5 separate regions of the Mus musculus genome follow, and all the other regions are linked to region 1. Evidence: chromatin contacts called from public ChIA-PET, Hi-C, HiCAR-type and HiChIP or PLAC-seq data. All regions are on one chromosome and are shown on one strand. The core of a region is the stretch at or near the end of the contact, and the rest is flanking DNA. Distances in the headings are between cores, read along the strand shown. Region 1 holds the start of Elof1 (ELF1 homolog, elongation factor 1). Region 2 holds the start of Cdkn2d (cyclin dependent kinase inhibitor 2D). Region 3 holds the start of Cdc37 (cell division cycle 37). Region 4 holds the start of Timm29 (translocase of inner mitochondrial membrane 29). Region 5 holds the start of Carm1 (coactivator-associated arginine methyltransferase 1).

The links. Hi-C and Micro-C count contacts between places; a contact is called where the count stands out from the background. ChIA-PET counts read pairs in DNA pulled down with a chosen protein or histone mark. HiCAR-type assays count read pairs that join an accessible place to other places. HiChIP or PLAC-seq counts read pairs in DNA pulled down with a chosen protein or histone mark.
Region 2: a Hi-C map of B cells shows a contact between it and region 1, with 8 read pairs. The contact joins the promoter of Cdkn2d here to the promoter of Elof1 in region 1. A contact is called at or near these places in 1 of 484 Hi-C or Micro-C datasets (B cells) and 2 of 115 datasets of contacts at active chromatin or transcription factors (embryonic stem cells and microglia).
Region 3: a contact with region 1 is called in a FOXA1 HiChIP or PLAC-seq map of pancreatic cancer cells. The contact joins the promoter of Cdc37 here to the promoter of Elof1 in region 1. A contact is called at or near these places in 1 of 39 promoter capture datasets (liver) and 1 of 115 datasets of contacts at active chromatin or transcription factors (pancreatic cancer cells).
Region 4: a HiCAR-type map of astrocytes shows a contact between it and region 1, with 2.6 times the contacts expected there. The contact joins the promoter of Timm29 here to the promoter of Elof1 in region 1. A contact is called at or near these places in 2 of 39 promoter capture datasets (hippocampal neurons and liver), 1 of 484 Hi-C or Micro-C datasets (embryonic stem cells), 3 of 115 datasets of contacts at active chromatin or transcription factors (astrocytes, forebrain and microglia) and 2 of 9 other capture datasets (adipose tissue and liver).
Region 5: an RNA polymerase II ChIA-PET map of memory CD8 T cells shows a contact between it and region 1, with 27 read pairs. The contact joins the promoter of Carm1 here to the promoter of Elof1 in region 1. A contact is called at or near these places in 1 of 39 promoter capture datasets (embryonic stem cells) and 4 of 115 datasets of contacts at active chromatin or transcription factors (T-cell acute lymphoblastic leukemia, embryonic stem cells and memory CD8 T cells).

Annotation. Positions count from the first base shown.
Region 1 is chr9:22,115,895-22,118,594 of GRCm38.p6, reverse strand. Elof1 (ELF1 homolog, elongation factor 1) reads left to right here and starts at 1,400. Exons shown (of 3, transcript NM_001357311.1): 1 at 1,400-1,485.
Region 2 is chr9:21,289,808-21,292,507 of GRCm38.p6, reverse strand. It overlaps Cdkn2d (cyclin dependent kinase inhibitor 2D), which reads left to right and starts at 1,299. Exons shown (of 2, transcript NM_009878.3): 1 at 1,299-1,699. The coding sequence starts at 1,559.
Region 3 is chr9:21,148,642-21,151,341 of GRCm38.p6, reverse strand. It overlaps Cdc37 (cell division cycle 37), which reads left to right and starts at 1,408. Exons shown (of 8, transcript NM_001378796.1): 1 at 1,408-1,586. The coding sequence starts at 1,485. Gm35977 (a long non-coding RNA gene) reads right to left here and starts at 1,374. Exons shown (of 4, transcript XR_870568.3): 1 at 1,196-1,374.
Region 4 is chr9:21,591,414-21,594,113 of GRCm38.p6, reverse strand. It overlaps Timm29 (translocase of inner mitochondrial membrane 29), which reads right to left and starts at 1,392. Exons shown (of 2, transcript NM_178619.4): 1 at 1,044-1,392; 2 at 1-964. The coding sequence starts at 1,155. The coding sequence ends at 276. Yipf2 (Yip1 domain family, member 2) reads left to right here and starts at 1,283. Exons shown (of 8, transcript NM_138303.2): 1 at 1,283-1,586; 2 at 1,896-2,053; 3 at 2,134-2,214; 4 at 2,600-2,687. The coding sequence starts at 1,556.
Region 5 is chr9:21,545,535-21,548,234 of GRCm38.p6, reverse strand. Carm1 (coactivator-associated arginine methyltransferase 1) reads right to left here and starts at 1,341. Exons shown (of 16, transcript NM_021531.6): 1 at 1,005-1,341. The coding sequence starts at 1,227.

The DNA.
Region 1 (2,700 bases), core at 151-2,650:
GCAGACCATGCCCTTGAATTGTGAGCCAGAAGAAACTCGTCTTCTCTCACGCTGCAGGCAAGATATTTCATCAAGTCGGCAAGCTACAGGGTAACATGCATAGACTTATCCCACGTGCATTTGTGGTTTTGTTTTGTTTTTGTGAGCCTCCCACTGTTGCCAAGGTTAGCTTTGAATTATTCACATTAGCCCAGGCTGGTTAAGAACTAGCACAGATCTTGTTTCTGCCTTCTGAGTACTGGGATTTAAGTCCTGAACCACTACACTCCTGTGTGAGTAGATGCTGCCAACCAGAAATGGTCTTCAGAAAAGGCAGTTCCAAGGATGGCACTGCCCCCTATAGGGCATTCTCTTTAAAGCATGCGTAACAACGTGTGACACAGCTAAGCACTTTCCGTGTGTGTGTGTGTGTGTGTGTGTGTGTGTGTGTGTGTGTGTTAAGAATTGCCTTTACCCGCTGAGCCATCTTGCTGGTCAGAGCCTTTAATTAAGAAAAGAAGTATGTACTCAGCAGGTATATTTGTGAGGGTCTGCATGTGAAAGCCAGACCCTCACATCTCTCCATCTTACATATTGATGTAACGCAGTGTCTCTTGAACCCAGAACTCACCTCATCTGGCTAGTCACCGTGCCCTGGGGATCCTGTCTCCTGCAGGCTTGGATTACAGGCGGGTAACCAAGCCTACCTGGCTTTTCTGTAGATGCTAGGGATTCAAGCTCCTGTCTTCAAGCTTACCTGACAAGCGTGCTGGAGGCCCATATAAGGACCCTGGAAGAAGGAAGGCTCACTTTTCTTCGCCTGCTTGCATTTACTTGCCAGTACGTCTGTTGGAACCTATTTCTATTTCTTTACCAGCTAAACCAACTGGCCTCGTGGGACTGAGCGACGAACTACTAGATTCTTGGACTTCCCATTCACAGCTGACCATCGTTCGGGTAGTTGGACTACAGACTGTTAAGTCATCACAATAAATCCCCTCAATATAGAGACATTCCATAAGTTCTGTGACTGTAGAGAACTCTGACTAGTACAATGTATTTTGACCATTAAACCCCCTTACCCGTTCTCCTGTCTCACAATCCCGCTGATCCCCTCCCTCTCCCAACTCGTCTCTTCTAGGGCTAGGATATTGGAGTGAGCATGGAGGGTAGGGAAAATCTAGGGTTTCAAGGAGGTAAGACAAGTGAGACGAATCCAGGAAGATGATTACAGGTGAGGACCTTAACCAGGATGAGTACAGGTGGAGCCACCGCTCCTCGCGATCACGAACACCCCTAGGATTTTGCTTGTGATTGAGCAGGACTGTGGCGCATGCGCTGTAACAATTGCGCGGAGCCAGGTAGTTGGAGGCGGGGTCTACACGCGCATTTAATTGGTTAAGGAGTGGGCGGGAAACCCAAAGCGATATTTCCGTTTCCGTTAGGGGCCGGAAGTTAGCGTCTCCTGGGTGAAGCGGCCTTGGCTGAGAGGCAGGGCTGGTACAAGTAAGTGTAGGGTCTCGCGGGCGGGCGTTGGGCCGGGCGGACCGGCGCTCTTCTCTAGATCACCCGCAGGGCGTAGAGCTGAGGCCGGGGCATGGCTTTGAGGACGGCCTCGTGGGGAGCCTGACCCCTGGATCCCTGCAGCTGGGCGAGCGGGCGGCGCCACCGAAACCTGGGTGAGGCGGACGCCGTCGCTCTGCCCAGATCCCTTCCCGCCGTCCCGGTCGCCTCGGGACACCATGGCTCGTTCGCAGGCTGCGGTTTGCCGGTGGGATTCTGGGGCCCCACAGAGACAGATTCCGGGCAATTCACTGATTTGTTCAACAAGTAGTTATTAAGTGCCTAAGGTATACCAAGCACTGTGCGTCCTGGGGATACAGCAGTGACCAAGTGAAATCCTTCCTCAGAGATTGATGGGCAGGGTGGCAGACGCCGGAGGAGCTTTGAGGAGTTTTAAGGTGATCGTGAGTTTGTTTTGGATGCTGTGTGTGTGTGCGCGCGCGGGAGAGAGAGAGAGAGAGAGAGAGAGAGAGGCAGCCAACAACTTCACCTGCCAAGCCATCTCCCTTGCCCTATTTTGAAAGTGTTAGAAATCTTTTGTCCTACATTTTTCCCTATATGTGTAGTAGAATGTGTACAGAAGTTAATGGACAACTTGGGAAATACATCCTCGCTTTCCACCTTTACGTGGGTTAGGGTTCCAAATTCAGCTTTTCTGGCTTGGCAGCAGTGCCCATAGCAGCTGAGACAGGATCGACTAAGATGCCCCGCCTGCCCCGCCTGCGATTCCGTTGTAGCTAGCTGGTTGCCAGGGCCAGATGGGAGGGGATGCAAACACATCCACCTAGACAGTTGACAGCTGGGCTCGGCACCAGGCAACGCTTCACCGTGAGGGTTTGGCCTTTCCTTTTGTGTGTCTCACACTTTTGTCTCCGTTGCTCCGGGAGCTTCAGCCATTCGTTCTGAAGTAAAACGACGAGAAAACCCTTCATCTGGCTCAGACTCTTCCTGGCTGTCTTGTCATCAAAGCTGCCTTTTGTCATCTGGAATGACTCCAGAAGAGAAGGTCTTTCCTGATCTCTTTCACCCAAAGTAGCCCCAGCTCAGAGATTTGTATTTCGCTCTAATAGCCTCGTAGAAATAGGATTCATCCAGTTACAAGTTTTCTCAGGAGCCTGTCATCTGTAACTATTAGTACAGATATATTAAAGATTTATT
Region 2 (2,700 bases), core at 50-2,549, 830 kb after region 1:
TCAGGCAGTAGTGGGGCACGCCTTTAATACTATGCACTTGGGAGGCAAAGGCAGGCAGGTGAAGAACAGTCTGGCCTACATAGGGAGTTCTAGGACAGCCAGAATTACATACTAAGACCCTATCTTGAAAAACGTAGAAAAATCTAAAAGAGAATTATTACAATATGTGGCTATTTGATTGTCTATATGTGCACCATGTTGGTATAGGTCAGAAGAGGGTGTTGGATCTCTGAAGCTGGAGTTACTGATGGCTAAACTGTCACATGGTTGCTGATATTGAATCCTAAATCTTCTACAAAAGCATTGATCCATCTTTCAGGTTCTATAAATAAATAAATAAATAAATAAATAAATAAATAAATAAGTAAATAAATTAAAGGAGACCATCTTGGTAGCCCATTCCTTTAATCCCAGCACGAATGGCAGAGGAGGCAGGTGGATTTTGAGTTCAAACAGATCAAATAAGTTTCAGGCCAGCCAAGGCTACACAGAGAGACCCTGCCGCAGAAACATAAAAACAAACAAAAGTCGGGCGGTGGTGGCCTTTAATCCCAGCATTTGGGAGGCAGAGGCAGGCGGATTTTTGAGTTCGAGGCCAGCCTGGTCTACAGAGTGAGTTCCAGGACAGCCGGGGATACACAGAGAAACCCTGTCTCGAAAAAACCAAAACCAGCCAACCAAACAAAAATGTTAGAAGGCACCGCGCTTTACCACTCAGAAGCCGTTCCTTTAACCCAGCAGTCGAATGAATGAACTAAGCTCCGAGTTTCACAGTAAGAGCTTGCTTATTAGCATTTCCGCGGTCCGTGAATGACTAAAATGTTCCAGTTATAGGAGTTTCCAGTCCTGCCTCCCTTCCTCCCGGAGGCGCTAAAGATCCAAGATGGGCCCGCGCCAGCCTGTCTCCAGCCTCTCCGCTGGGGTCAGTTAAACCTCCTCCTCTTTCCCGCCCGCCCGCCGGTTTTGAAAAACCAAAATTCCTGCTGTGGCGGGCAGCTCCACTGGTCGCTGCACGCTGACCAATCAGGAGCCACGCCACTGCTACGGGAGAGACAAACCTCCCCAGCAACGCGTGCTGATTGGCTGTTATTCCCAGCAGGCGGGACTAATGGAGGTCGGGCTCTGGGCAAAGTGGCTCTCGCTACTCTGTTGCGAGTTTGTAAGAAAACAAGGGCGCTCTGGGCGGGGCCTGGGGCGGGCTTGCCTCGCCCACTAGCGGCTGACTCTGGCGGCCAGTACAGTGCCGGCTCAGAGCAGACCCCGCCCGCGCAAGGAAAGGAGGGAGGGTGAGTCTGGGGAGACCCGGCCCAAGGGGCGGGCGCCGAAGGGCTGGGCGGGGTTCCCCGCTGCCTCTCTCGGTGACAGGGGGAGGAGCTAGCTGCGAGCGCTGGGGTCGTACGGGCGGAGGGCGCAGGCTCTGAGGCCGGCAAATGATCATAGAGTTGGCCCTGGTGGCACCGCAGTCCCTAGAGTTCTGATCCAGCTCTTGCTGGTTCCCCAGCCCTGACCTTAACTGGGCTTGGGGCTGGGTGGGTTTCACAGTCCACCGGTATCCACTATGCTTCTGGAAGAAGTCTGCGTCGGCGACCGGTTGAGTGGCGCAGCGGCCCGTGGCGACGTGCAAGAGGTCCGCCGCCTTCTTCACCGGGAGCTGGTGCATCCTGACGCCCTGAACCGCTTTGGCAAGACGGCCTTGCAGGTGAGGCCTGGCTGGCACCCGGCCCCCACACCCCATCCCTACAAGTCTCCTGACCCGGGTTGGTGATCCCTTAAGGTTTAGTCCTTGCTTGCTCTGATGTTGGGTGGGTGGTGAGGATGCGATGGGGGAGGGGATGGCTTTTCAGCTCTTGTCTAATAGCCTGACAGATTCAGTTTCCCTGCAGACCTTTATTCTGTGGGTTCATCTTCTTTTCGTGCCAGTCCTTGAGGACAGCTCATATTTCTTGAGGCTCCTTAAAGATATTCGATCTCTGGAAGATGGCATGCATGTCTTCTCCAAGGGAGATAGCCTTTTTTTTTTTTTTTTTTGAGGTGCCCTCTTGAAGGATCTCTGGTTATTTCAGGGACATCTTCATTTCGGCAGGTGATGTAGATTTTTTCCCCTTTTGTATCTTCTGCGTGCCTAGTAACAAAAACGATTCCTTATTGCTTGAAGGTCCCGTAATTTGGGTGGCATTTATAGGAGAGTCCCACCTTTTCATGGGTACTCATACATTCTGAAGATCATGCCTATGTCTAAGGAAGTTATTTCTCGACAAAGGGGATCCAAATTGTCTAGAGCATCTCTTTCTCAAAAATTCTATGTAGTTCCCAGATTGTAGTGTTGAAGGGGCTTTACAGCCCTAATGATATGGGACTGCTCTGGCCTCAAAGAGGCTTTAGACGCCTTCCTGGTTCTCTCTCTCTCTCTCTCTCTTCAAGACAGGGTTTTTCAGTGTAGCCCTGGCTGTCCTGAAACTCACTCTGTAGACCAGGCTGGCCTTGAACACAGAAATCTGCCTGCCTCTGCCTCCCGAGTGCTGGGATTAAAGGCGTGCGCCACCACTGCCTGGCCCGGTTCCCTTTCTCATCCATTCTCTTTACTTCTCTTGCTTCTTCATTTTCTTTTTTTATTTCTGAGACAAAGTCTCACTTTGCATCTCAGACTGGCCTTGAACTTGAGACTGTCCTCCTGCCTGAGCCTCTGAGGTCCTGGGATTA
Region 3 (2,700 bases), core at 159-2,658, 970 kb after region 1:
AGCCAAGGCTACACAGAGTAATTCTGTCTCAAAACAAACAAACAAACAAACAAACAAATAAATATTTTTTAAAATTTAAGGGCAGATCTGGTGTAGTGGGGCACACCTTTAGCCCCAGCACTGGGGAGAAGAGGTAGAAAGATCTGTTAGTTTGAAGTCAGCCTGGTCTACATAGTGAATTCCAAGACAGCCAGAGCTGTCTTATATACAGTGAGACTCTGGTGGGGGTGGGGGTGGGGTGGGAATTAAGGGCAAACATGATTAAAAAAAACAAATTGTATATTAATGTTTTGTCTGCAAGTATATCTGTCCACCACATGCATGCCTGGTGTAGTCAAAGGCCAAATGGGGACATAATATATATATCCTGGGTTGGACTTACAGATGGGTGTGAGTGGCCATGTAGGTGTTGGGAACAGAATCCGGGTGCTCTGGAAGACCAGCCAGTCTCCAAACTATTGAGCCAACTTTCCAGCCTCAATTTTGACTTTTTTTTTTCCATTTTTTATTAGGTATTTAGCTCATTTACATTTCCAATGCTATACCAAAAGTCCCCCATACCCACCCACCCCCACTCCCCTACCCACCCACTCCCCCTTTTTGGCCCTGGCGTTCCCCTGTACTGGGGCATATAAAGTTTGCGTGTCCAATGGGCCTCTCTTTCCAGTGATGGCCGACTAGGCCATCTTTTGATACATATGCAGCTAGAATCAAGAGCTCCGGGGTACTGGTTAGTTCATAATGTTGTTCCACCTATAGGGTTGCAGATCCCTTTAGCTCCTTGGGTACTTTCTCTAGCTCCTCTATTGGGAGCCCTGTGATCCATCCATTAGCTGGCTGTGAGCATCCACTTCTGTGTTTGCTAGGCCCCGGCATAGTCTCACAAGAGACAGCTACATCTGGGTCCTTTCGATAAAATCTTGCTAGTGTATGCAATGTTGACTTTTTTTTTTTAGAGTGTTGTTTGTATAACAACCCTGACCGTCCCTAAAATTACTCTGTAGGCTAGGCTGGCCTCGATCCGCCGGCCTCTGCCTCCGGAGTACTGGCATAGCGCCACTACCGCCCAGCCAATTTTGACTTTTTGACAGTGTCAATATGTAGCCCTGGCTGGACTAGAACTCCTGGAGAGCCACCTGCTTTTGCCTCTAGCGTACTTGGATTACCGTGGGCCACCACGCCCAACGCGACTAACCTTTTGTTTCTAAAGGATGGTCAGTCTGGTTTCGGCGGGAACTTCCAGAAGGCCTCACCACATACTCCTGGCCCTTTAAAGAAGACCTCCGGTTGCCAATGCCGCCGACTCCCGTTGCTAAGGACGTAACGTCCCGCGCCGACGCTGGGGCGGGGCCGTCCTGCGCGGCGCCCTGGGCGGAAGCGGAAGGGGCGGGGCTCGCCGAGCGGACTCTCTAGCCCTTGTGGGTCCCTGTTCAGCGCCCGGCCGTGTGGAGCCCCGGGAGCCAGTCCGGGCCTCCGAAGCGAAGATGGTGGACTACAGCGTTTGGGATCACATCGAGGTGTCGGACGATGAGGACGAGACGCACCCCAACATAGACACTGCCAGCCTCTTCCGCTGGCGGCACCAGGTGGGGCTGTGCGCGCTCATCCCCTTCCCCCCCACTCCCGGGACCCCCCGCTCTAGAGTTCTGACCTCTTCCCCAGGCCACCTGGCGTGGGGGCGGGGGAGACCTTAGTTATTGACATCTGGAGCCGCCTGCTCCACAATCTAGACTTTTCTCTTTCTTTTCTTTTCTTTTTCTTTTTTTTTTTTTTTGAAACAAAATTTCACTGTGTAACCTTCCCTGGCCTAGAACTTGCTGTGTAGAACAGGCTGGTTTCTAACTCACAGTGATCCTCCTGCCTCTGCCTTCCCAGTACTGGGATTAGAGACATGTGCCTTCATGCAGGGCCGGACTTTTTAATTCCATCCCAGGACTCCTGGCTTCTTCACCGTAATTCTTGACCTGTATCTCCAGGCGTTCTCTCTGTGCTATGGTTCTCTTCTGTTTGTAAGTTTATTTATTGTGTGTGTTCCCGTGTGCACGTGGCACAGCATGCCTATGGTGATCACAGGATAACTTGTAGAAGTTGGGCCTCTCTTTTCACCATGTTGGAACTGGCTGTGGAACTCCAGTCGCCCCACGTTGCCACAAGCACCTTTACACTCTGAGCCATTTTATCAGTTGGTAATACTTTAGTCAGAGTCTTGCCTCTCCCCATCCCCAAGCTGACCCTTGTGTGTAGGGTCCCCACTATCCTGTGCAGAACCTTCTGTTCTTCCTCAGAGTCTGGACCCCAGGTTCTGTTAGGTGATCTCATAGCCCAGCCACGCACCCACTTCATATTGCACGTCTCCCTTCTGCCTCTCCTCACTACTTAGAGTCTGGAGCCACAAAACTTCTGACTATGGCATCTATTTCCCAGGATCTTAGGCATGAATTTCTATTAAAGGCCCAGAGACGACCCCCTCCCCCCCCAACTTCCAAACTAAATGAGCCCTTAATTTAACTGTCAATCTTAGCTTGCAGCTGGGATTCCCCAGTCCAGGATCCCTTTCCCTGGGTTATAGACTTGAGTCCCACATGGGACATACCTGTAGAGCCCCCTTATCCTCTGTATTTGACCTCCATCTCCACTCTTGCCCATCATTCAGTTCCAGTGGCTCTCCTTATTCTCACCTCCTGTAGACTCTTATTTCCT
Region 4 (2,700 bases), core at 143-2,642, 520 kb after region 1:
CTACAACAGGCTACACAGCACAGGCTCCTTACTAGTAGATCTGGGGGCAATTAACACAGTAAGGTCAAGTGCTTCAGCATGTTTAAGAGCAGTCCTTCAGCTCTTCTGTATCTCTAAGACCAGTAAGGCCCCCAAGTTTCTTCGGCTAACCGGACAGAGTGAGGACTTCCCATAAAATCACAATAAGGGCCATTTATCTCTACCCATCTCACCAATTGCACCATCCACAGCCAACAGTTTGCCTGCGCCTGGTGACCCGGGGGCAATCCTGGGTTTCATCTGGAAACATCGGACTGAACCAGTGAATCAGCCTCGCTCAAAGCTAGCCGATCCTTTCTCTCCTTCTGTAACACCTGCTCCTCCCACAGCGCCTGATCCACCTGATCGTCGGTGAGTATGATCGGCTTGTACTTCTCCTCGAACAGCCTCTCATTGGCCTCTGAGTGCAGCTGGTGAGGCGCGACGACGCGGAGATGAGCGGGCAGATGGAGAAACTCGTCGTCGTTGATGTCGCAATCATGCATGCGATTCTGCAGAATCCACCAGCGGCCAACGAAACCCACGTCGAGGATCCGGCCGGGGAAGTCCACCCAGCGTGGCTGCAGGTAGCGGCAGCGGGCCTGGTAGAGGCTGGCCTGGGCGTCGAAGGGCGCTTCGTAAACCAGCGAGCAAAAGCCCAGGTTCACGTGACGCAGCCGCCCACGGCCCCTCAGCCACAGCAGGCGCTGCAGGAACGCCTCCGAGTGGCGGTTGCGCGTGGCCGGTGCCAAGAGCAACAGTGACCCCGATGCGTCCAGCAAGGCCTCCTCGAAGGCCGCCTCACTGGGCGCCAGCGCGCAGCACGCAGCCGCGCCGCCCAGAAGCCCCACGTACAGGGCCGCGCGGCCCGGTCGAGCTCGCGCCGCAGCCGCCGCGTCCCCGCACGCCTCAGCGTAGTCCCGGAGCAGCGCGCCGGCCCAGGTGCCTGAGGGGAAAAAAGAGCTGCGGTGACAAGGACTCGACCACTCGAGCCACCCACCCTGCAGCCTTCTGCCACTACTCACTCAGTCGCGTCCACAGCCCTGGCTTAACCGCCACCGTCGTGGCACCACCGGCCTCTCCTCCCGCTTCACCGTGCCCACCGGACCAGAATCTCTTAAGAGCCGCTGTCACCATCGTCTCCCTGCGGTTCCTCAGCCGAGTAGAAACGCATAGTGTCGGAATGAAAAAGGCCGGAGAGTAGATCCTGCGCAAGCGCAAGATACAGGAAGTAGTTTCCCACAGGAAGACAATAGGAAACGGACCTAAACGGATGTTGCCGTTGTGTGGAGAAGGGTGGGCTCTGAAGGGAAGTCGAGCGGCGCGCACGCGCATAGAGCAATAGCCACGCCAGCTTAGGTAGGCTCAGGTGAGGAAGGTGGGGTGCATCTGAAGGGACCCAGCTTGGAGCTGAAGTTCCATTCCGTGTATTAGGCTCCATGCAGGAGTCCAGACGGAAGCATCAGTCTTGGGGAGGGCTGTGGGATTGATGCGGTTCTGTCCACAGAGTGCGATGCGGTGACGCCTCTAAAGAGTCATGGCAGCAGCTGACGAACTGGCCTTCCACGGTGAGTGGAGCCCGGAAGTGGTCAGAGCTCCTACCTCAGTCCTAAGCTAGAACCCCAGGCAGCTGGGACCCAGACCTCAGGTTTATCTTGCACTCAATTCCTGCTTCTTCCATGAACTCAAAAGGCACATCACAGCGTCCAATTCTGCACAGGACCTAAATTGAATCCCATCTTAGTAGACAGACCTATCCATGCATCAAAACTGAAGAAACTCAGCCCTTAGGGGACGGCGGTAAGGCAGCCATAGCCCCAGTTGATGAAAGGAATTTTCAGATTCCAAACACCTATGCCCATATTCCCTCTCCGTAGAGTTCGAGGAAGCCACAAATCTTCTGGCAGAGACCCCAGATGCAGCTACTACTAGCCAAAGTGATGAGCTGACCTCCCGAGAGCACGTGGCTGTGGTTGTGGGTTCAGGCATTGGCTATGGAGCTGAAGTAGGGGAGGAAGAGGATGACAAGACATCAGTGAGTCTCCTAGGCCCCGATGATCTGCCTCTGTTCTTACCCTGGCTGAGCAGGCAAGTTCTGAGTCTTTTGTCTTATAGCTTCTACAGGAAGAAAAACCACAGCCCAGATTCTGGACATTTGACTACTATCAGAGCTTTTTTGATGTGGATACCTCCCAGGTAAGGCACTTGGAGTTGCTTGGAGTCCAGCCACTATACTTGAGGACTGAATGGGTATGGTGGGGCTGGAAGGCAAAAGCTAGGTTACAAAGTAGGCGTGGATAGGTGTGTGACTTAAAGCCAGAATGTTTCCCAGTCAAGCCAACCTCTAATGATAGACCAGGTCCAGTGAGAGGGTACATCCTGGAGATGTAGTTGCAAGACCATCCAGAACTTAGGGACTGTCCTTACTTTGAGAGGAGAGGCTGCAAGAAGCTGAAAGCAAGGTGACAGGCCTGAAATCCACCTTCACAGTGGTGACATGTTCGAGCTTGTTCAGTAGGATGTGCTGACACCTCTCAGAACACCAGGATTCTCATTCTAGACCCTGGGCTTTGCTTTCCAGGTCTTGGACAGGATCAAAGGCTCCCTGCTGCCCCATCCTGGCCACAACTTTGTGCGGCACCATCTTAGAAACCGTCCCGACCTATATGGTAAATGGGGGTT
Region 5 (2,700 bases), core at 92-2,591, 570 kb after region 1:
AGGAGAATCAGTCTGAACAGACTGCTACACACATTTCCCTTTCCAACAACACCCCATTACCAAGGAGTAGAAAAAAATTCCCACAGGTTAAAATCGATCCCATCTTCCTTGGTGGCCCCTTAAGAGCATCAGTGAACGAAATCCTGGGAGACAAAGACCAGTGAAACACAAGAGCAAATCCATCTGAGGAATCCGTCAGAAGAAAGAGTAGCAAGAGCAAGGAAGAATGAAAGGTGGAACTACAAAGCTGGGGGGGGGGGTGCACTTCGAAAACACACTAGTGATCCCCCCCCTTGTTTTCCCCACTGAAATGTCAGTTTTTGAAGCAGCTTCTGATAATGTCACCAGCTTCTCACGTTCTTAAAAAAGACAGGAGGCGCGTGGCGAGGGAGGTGGCTTGTTACCTCTTGACTTCTAAAGCCGGCCATCAGCCAGCCGGCCTTCCCCTCTTCCACGTTTCCATGGGGGATGGGCTTGGGAATCTCTATCAGGAAGGGCTCTGTCCTAAGTCCCAAAGTTTACCCACCCTGGTGGGTGTGTGGGTGGGGGATCCCGAATCCCAAGTCCTCCACAAGGGCGGCACCCAGTCTTCCCGGTGTTACACACTGAAAACCACTTTTCAAATGTCCGTGTGTGAGGAGGATGTCCCCTGAGATGAGATCCACAAACCACACCCGCTCAAGAGCCCTCCCAATCACTCCCTCTCTCCAGTCCCCTCTACAATCCCCCCAGAATCCTCGGGGCCCCACTTCCTGCCACGCGCCCCCCTACCCCACCCGCTGCAAATCTCAGGCCCGCGACTCTTATTTCCCGCGCCCCTCTTCGGGCTCCAAGGTCCCCACGCACACCCTCTCTGCTATCTCGCCCGCGGGCAGCAGGAGCCGCGTGTACAAGCTCGGCCCGAGTCCCCCCCCCCCCCCAACCCTCCGCCGCCTGCCCCCTCCCCGGGCGCCCGCGCCGCCGGCCTCGTGCGCCGCCGTCCCCAGGGTGTCCCCAGCACTCACGGCTGTAGAGGGCGATGCCCGCCGCGTCTGGTCCGGCGCGCACCTCAAGGCGCAGCGCCTGCTGCTCCGCGTGCCGCTGGATCTCGCCGTTCGCGTCGCCGATAGTGAGGAGGCGGGCGCCCGGGAACACAGACACTGTAGCGCAGGGCCCCGCGCCGCCCGGGCCCGCCACCCCAGCGCTCCCCGCACCCGGCCCCACCGCCGTCGCTGCCGCCGCTGCCATCTTAGGTCCGGCTCCAGGCCCCGCTGCCACCACGGCCACCGCCACCGCCGCACCCGGGCCCAGGCCGCCGCCGCCGCCGCCGCCGCCGCTGCCGCCGCCGCGCAGGCCGAGGCCGAGGCCGAGGCTGGCAGCGCGCCGCCTGCCGGCCACGCGACGCCTCGCCGCCGCCGCCGCCGCCACGGGCCGGCTCGGTGGCGCAGCGCCCCCTCCTGGCGCCTGAGGGAGCCGGGCGAGCGCAAGCACGACGGGGGTGGGGCCGGCCCCACCCCGCGGGAACGGTCGCTGCTTTGTGAGGTGGCTGAGCCTCCCGGGCAGGCCGGGTGAAGGCGCCTACGTTGGGAGGCGGTGCCCCGCAGTATGACACGCCCCCAGGGATGCTAAGCCCCGCCCCGAGGCAGCGTTGTGCGAACCGAGGCGCTTTGTGCCACCGCGCACAGCTCTGGAGAGATGGGCAGGGCATGCGTCGGGAGGCGGTGCTTAGCCTTCCCGGCACGCCCCCGGAATGATCAGGCGGCCCCACCCCCCGCTCCGGGCCGGCGACCGGTGATCCACGGTGATCCACAGCCCTTTGTACCACAGGGCGTTTCAGGAGGCAATGCTTGGCCGCTCGGACACGCCTCTGGGGCCAGACCCACCCACAGGCCGGCAGCGAGCGAACCACCATGCTTTGTGCCACTGTGAGCATAGCTCAAGAAAAGTGGAGAGGCGTGAGTCGGAGAACTAAGAAGAAACGCCTCCTCCAGGGCTGAGCTCCGCCCCTAGGCTGGCGTGCTGCGTACTCCCCCAGTACTCTTGGGGGTGAGGCGTTTGTCAGAAGGAGGCGCTCAGCTACTTTATACACCCGGAGGAGGGCTGGCTCCGCCCCCAGGAGGGACGGTTACTAGCAGAATGCAGACGGTGCTCTGCATCTTTTTGTCAAGGGACGGTGTTCTGATCCACGAAACCCTCCCTCGGAGAGTTCGGGCCCCTCCGGGCCAGTGTCCTGCAAACAACCTCTCCTGAGCTTGAGGAAAGACAAGAACCGTTTCCAAACCCAGGTGATTCGGCCACGCCCCCAAGTTAAGGTTCCGCCCTGTACGTTCCCAGGTAAGCTCCGCCTTGATCCCGTCCCACTGGTAAGAAAAGGCCCTGTGATAGGTGTGCTCTGGTTTGCAGGCTCGCACCCAGCTGGGGCCCCTTCCCATGCTGCTCTGGGATAAAGGCTTTTCAAGCCGCGCTCCAGAGCTTGGCCTTCACAAAGAACTTCAAGGCAGTAACTTTAATTCTTTAGCTTCTCCACTAGGACCTCTCCTTTTCACTAGTTAACTCTCAGGTCCCCCAGTGAACTCACAGTGGCCAGTCACTTGTTCACTTTTGCTGGGCCTCTTAGAACTCTAATTTACGTACCCCCTCCTGGGCCTCCGCAAGACTCACAAAAGACTCAACCCTTTCCCAAGTCATCCCTCCCATCTAATGGTGCAAGCACACAATCTC